Regions from separate parts of the Sus scrofa genome. Here region 2 is linked to region 1. Evidence: chromatin contacts called from public HiChIP or PLAC-seq data. All regions are on one chromosome and are shown on one strand. The core of a region is the stretch at or near the end of the contact, and the rest is flanking DNA. Distances in the headings are between cores, read along the strand shown.

The links. HiChIP or PLAC-seq counts read pairs in DNA pulled down with a chosen protein or histone mark.
Region 2: a contact with region 1 is called in an H3K27ac HiChIP or PLAC-seq map of alveolar macrophages. The contact joins the promoter of XBP1 here to the promoter of PITPNB in region 1. A contact is called at or near these places in 2 of 5 promoter capture datasets (fetal liver and liver) and 1 of 2 datasets of contacts at active chromatin or transcription factors (alveolar macrophages).

Annotation. Positions count from the first base shown.
Region 1 is chr14:45,248,688-45,251,468 of Sscrofa11.1, forward strand. It overlaps PITPNB (phosphatidylinositol transfer protein beta isoform), which reads right to left and starts at 1,402. Exons shown (of 11, transcript XM_005657336.3): 1 at 1,297-1,402. The coding sequence starts at 1,316. It overlaps LOC110256863 (a long non-coding RNA gene), which reads left to right and starts at 1,490. Exons shown (of 6, transcript XR_002338912.1): 1 at 1,490-1,623.
Region 2 is chr14:46,015,109-46,017,889 of Sscrofa11.1, forward strand. XBP1 (X-box binding protein 1) reads right to left here and starts at 1,418. Exons shown (of 6, transcript NM_001271738.1): 1 at 1,171-1,418; 2 at 28-124. The coding sequence starts at 1,403.

The DNA.
Region 1 (2,781 bases), core at 152-2,651:
GGGTAATGCAATTACATCTTCAGAGAGGAATTACTTAAGGTGATATTTAAGCAGAATCCTGAAAGAAGGAGGTGAGTTAGTGAGAAGTGGGAAGAGCACTTCACCAAGAGGGAACACCAACCAGAAAGGCCCTGAACTGAGCTTTTTTTCCTGCAGTACTAGTGAAGGAACAGTAAGGAAGCTGAGCCTGAAATCGGCAAGGGAAGGACAGCAGTAACTGAAATCACTTCACAAGTGTTAATGCCGTGGCGTCGGCTTTTATTCTCAGTGAGATAAGGAGTCTGGAGAGTTTTAATCAGAGAAGCGAAGAGTGACTTTTTAAAATTAGTCTGAGAACTAACACTACAAATAAGCTGTCTGGAGTTAGATAAATTAAGACAAAAATTTTAAAGAGTTTAAAATGAAAAGAGCATTTGAAAAACCCAAGAACTGACCACACTCAAAATCCCCAGTTGCCCAAGGGATCCTGACAACACGAACCAGCTGTGACGGCTGAACATTCACTGCCAACCACATTTCCTGTGATATTCACAGGCCTTGCCGGTAGGAAATGCCATTAACTTTTCAACAAAACTACTGCGCCGGTATGATGCACCTGGAAACCCTTCTATTAGACCAACCGTACGTTAACGCTTCATCTAAATCCCGGAACCTGGAGTGTTATCCTATCCCAAAGATGTGAAAACTGAAACACAGAGCAGAGGGCTGACTCTCCAGTTTTAAGTCAACTGAGCTGCCCAGTGAAGTGCAGGTTTTCGGATTCCCGACTCTAGTAATAACTTCTGGTCGCCTACACCCCACCTCGAGTCCCGACACCAGGGCTGCCTTTACCTGGCAAGCCCATCTCCCCCGGGCTACCGGCAGGCTCCACCCCAGACGACAAATCACAGATCCACTGCGTCTCGCCCACCCTCGGGCTTCGGCTGGATCCCACCCAAGAGCTTGGGGGTAGGCCCAGTCTCAAGACTGGGGTGGGGGGTTGGGGAGAAGGCGGGTCCCGGCGGAAACTCGCGGCCGCGCCTTCCCCAACCACGCGCTCCAGCCGGGACCCTGCCGCCTCCGCCCCGAGGGAGAAGGCAGCAGTGTTACCACGGCAACGCCGCGGGGAGTGTCTGTGGACGCAGAGCGGAGGGGCCTCGAGTGGGCCGGGGGCGCGGGCCGAGGGGAGGGGGCGCGCGCAGGGAGCGGCCGACCCGAGACTCGCTTCTTCTCAGGAATATTCTGCCACATCTCAATAAATGAATCTCCCATTACTGCAGTCCCAGAATGTCGCTCACGTCCACCGATTCCACTTACAATTCTTTAATCAGCACCATCTTCCTGGAACCCCTCACAGCTGCCGCCGCTACCACCACCGCCGCCACCGCCGCCGCTACCGCTTCTTACAGCGCCTGCGCGACCCCGCCTCCCAGCCGCCCGAGCTGCCTCGGCGCTTGCGCGTCCACACCCTTCCGCCGCGTCAGCGCGCGCGAGGGGCTGGCTCCGCCCCAGTCTCGCGCCCCACCCTAGGTGCGCGAGGCCTCCTCTGCGGCTGCGCGAGCTCGGCGCGCTGTCGCTCTTCTGACGGCTGCTCCTCCTTACAGTCGGGTTTTCTCGCCGTCGCTTTGCAGTCTACGCACTCTGGTGAGTTTTCCAGTCAGTTCCCTGGAGGTCGTTTCCGGGAAAACTGAACCTTCTCTCGCTGCTTTTGAGAGGAGGCCCACCTTCTTGCCAGATACCTCACTTCCCAAGTCCGTGATAATTACTCGGGTCGGGGAGGCAGACGCCACCGGGTTCTGCCCCGCTCTCCAGTCCAATCAGGTCCGCCGTGCGGGCTTCGCCGGGTTGGCGGCTCACGCGCACGTTCCCCAAGCCCATCCCCAAGCCTCGAACAGCTGTGGCCACACGAGTTCTCTGCGCCCCAGTCCCTGCTGTCCAAGAGTCCAGAGCCCCGCCGTGGCCGTGACCCAACTGCAGGAGTCCTCTCGGGGGAAAAGGGTTGCTTGCCTCAGCACCCGGGAAGGGGCTGTGTTTTGGGAGACCTTAGCGAGGCCCAGGCTGCAGCTAAGAGCCAGGAGGTGGACCTCGGGAGAAGTTGTAGCCCAGGGTCACTCGCTTTCTCTATGCCAGTCACCGTAGTAGGCCCGGGGGATCCTTCTGAAAGCAAAATGCGCAGTCTCTGTGCTCACCTGAAAACAAAAGAATTTGGCGTCGTGGTACGAGGTATTCTATGAGTAAGGTACAGTAGGGTAATGGGGAGGCAGAGTAATCAAGGGAAGGACTCTCAGGAGGCCACGTTTTAACCTAGTATTTTAAGTAGCCCAGCCTGTGAAGATGGGGAGGCAATTAGTGGAAGATAAGCTGTGAGACTGAAATAAGTTTAGGGTAGTAGTTGAGCAGATAGATGGCAGGTGTGGCTAGAATGCCTTAATAGGCGGTGGGGGAGATAAGCTGGGACTAAATAGATCACCAGGCCGTAAAGGCAGTAAAGAGTATGAATTGTATTCTGAGAACCATAGGAAGCTGTTTGAAACGTTATTAAAGGAATTTTTAAAATCATTAAAACACTTTCATATAAATTATATGAATACACCCACTGGAGTTAGGGCTGCCTCAAACAAACAAAAAAAAGTTTCTTGCCTAAAAGCTAGAAACTTCCTCCTAAGGAGGTCACTGGGATTCATTGACTTTCTGTGATGTGTAACACTATTAACACTAATTATTGTGTTGCTGAGGATTCAAGGAAACACATGCTCTTATTTTCCAAGAGCTGAGAAACTGGGAATAGCTTCTATTGATTGG
Region 2 (2,781 bases), core at 168-2,667, 770 kb after region 1:
TAAGAATTTGATCTTAAGTATTTTTACCTCTTCTTCCAAATCTACCACTTGTTGCTCCAGCTCACTCATTCGAGCTTTCTTTCGGTCTCTGGCAGTCTGAGCTGCTACTCTGTTTTTCAGTTTCCTGAGGACAGAAAGAGATACCACACTGACTCATCTTAAACCTTATTCATAGCTTTATTTGAAAACCTGGCCAGCTGGTGCTTTCATTTTTAACTTATAGCATAAGGCAGACTAATGGTAAAATACACTTCAGACTTCACCCTTCAAAGAAACAAAACCGAAAAATTAGCCTTCTGTGGATCTAGCTTGAAAACCTGCTTTATTCTCCCCCATATTGCGTCATCCACCTCAGTCTTATCCCGGCCACAGCACTGAGGCTGGACACACAGCGTCATGAGATATCTCCTCCTCCCCTTTCTACTCTGCTGCTGCTTCCCGACTCCCTCGAACAGGATCCAACCCGGACTGATTAAATCTAATGTGGGTTGCAATGCCGCTGACATAAACGCTCCCTCAGCAAACAGCTCAGACGGGTGAAAGGCTGAGGCGATTTTTGCCCTGGTGCTGAGGCCGGTCGGCTCGAGAAGCACTTAATAAATCACAAAAAGCAAACAGATCATAGAAGAACTAATATTTAAGGAGGACTAAGTACTAGATATTTCTCTATTTCCCCAACGACCTCAGGAGGCAAATATCATTTTAAGGACGCAGAGACTGAGTTTGACTAGTGAGCCTTCTAAGGCTCACAGCCCCTTCAACAGCTGTCATTTCAGACCCGTGCGCCTCCAAAAAGGAGGTAAATCAATGGACTCCATGTTACAGCCCTAATTCAGAGAAGCTTAACAACGGATTTGTGGTCACACAGCGAGAGGGCCCAGAACCCAGGTACTCGCAGACCCAGCTGTGGTCATCTCTAATGAGAGAGAAAAGAATTTAATAAAAAAGGCCTGCTCAGCCCTGGACTCCACCCAACGCAGTAGAGCGGCCGGTCCAGACTTCCTGCCCTCGCCCCGCCCCGCGCCACGCTGGCGCTGGCACCCAAAAGGCCGTCAGAGACCGACCGTGGCGGGAGGTCAGCTCCCGGCCCAGAACCCCTGTCTCTCCTTCGGATTGGCTCTCAGACCTCGGGCCCTAGCCCTCTGGGTCCGCGCCCCGACCCTCGCCCACCTCCGTAACGCCTTCTCTTCGGGGCTCAGGTGCGTGAGGCGCTGTCTCTTGCGCGTCTGGGGCGGCCCCCCGCTTGCCGCCTCCGGGCTGGCCCCTCGCTGGCCCGGCACCATGATAGGCAGAGCCCGGCCGGCCGGAGCTCCAGCGGCGGCGGCGGCGGCGGGCTTCCCGGAGAGAAGCAGTACTTTGGGGGCCCCGGCGGCCGGGCTCTGCGCAGCTGCCACCACCACCATGGCTGGAGCGTGTCTACGCCTGTGCGCGCCGCCGCCGCCCAGTGGGCCAGCCCCCCCAGCGCCCAGCCTTTCTAGGATCGTGGCCCTCCACGATTGGCCAGCTCCGTGTGATGTAGGCATATCTCAGCGCCTATTGGTCCGGTGGACCCGAAGGGGGCGGTGCCAGGGCGTCCAGCGTGGCATCCGCGGTGCTGGGCTGGGGACGCTGGGCTTTTTTTTCCGCTCGGCTGACCGGTAGGCGTCGCTGGGTGGCGGGCTGGTAGAGGGTTCTGGAGGGCTGGGTTGTGGAGAGCCCCTAAGCTGGTGAGGAAGAGTCTGCAGCCCGACGGAGTTTCTTCAGTAAATAGATTTCTCCCCGAATGACAAGAGTTGAATTTCAAACCAGGAGATTTCCAGACTGACGAATTTTTACCAAGACTAACAGATTTTTACCCAGTCTGACAGAATTGTATCTCATTCCCCACTTAGGGCCCAGAGTGCAAAATCGAGAGACAGTTCAAATTGGGCCTTGGGTTAGAAAAATGCTTGCAAAAACATTCTGCAACATAAGTCTTCAGGAAATGAGGTCAAGTACTTTAAAACTGGGTTCAGGAGTTCCCATTGTGGTGTAGCGGGTTAAGGACGTTGTCCCAGTGAGGATGTGGGTTTGATCCCTGCTTGTAGCTCAGTGGGTTAAGGATCTGTGTGTTGCCACAAGTTATGTGGTAGGTTGCAGATGCAGCTGGGTCTGGTGTTGCTGTGGCTGTGGTTTAGGCCTATAGTTGCAGCTTGGACTCAGCCCCTAGCCTGGAAGCTTCATATGCCACAGGTGCAGCTCTTAAAAAAACAAAACAAAAACTAGGTTTATTGAATTAGAAAGATGTGGTATATATACTCAATGGAATACTACTCAGCCATAAAAAAGAACAAAATAATGCCATTTGCAGCAACATGGAAGAAACTAGAGTCTCTAGTTCTAAGTGAAGTAAGTCAAAGAGAAAGACAAATATCATATGATATCACTTATATCTGAAATCTAATACACAGCACAAATGAACCTTTCCACAGAAAAGAAAACCATGGATGTGGAGAACAGACTTGTCCATTGCCAAGGGGGAGGGGGAGGGAGTGGGATGGATTGGGAACTTGGTTAATAGATACAGACTATTGCCTTTGGAATGGATTAGCAATGAGATCCTGCTCTGTAGCACTGGAAACTGTGTCTAGTCACTTATGATGGAGCATGATAATGTGAGAAAAAAGAACCCATACGTGTATATGTAACTGGGTCACTATGCTTTATAGTAGAAAATTGACAGAACACTGTAAACCAGCTATAATGAAAAAAAAATCATTATATATTTTTAAAAATTAAAAAAAATAGGTTTAAGTGAAAGCT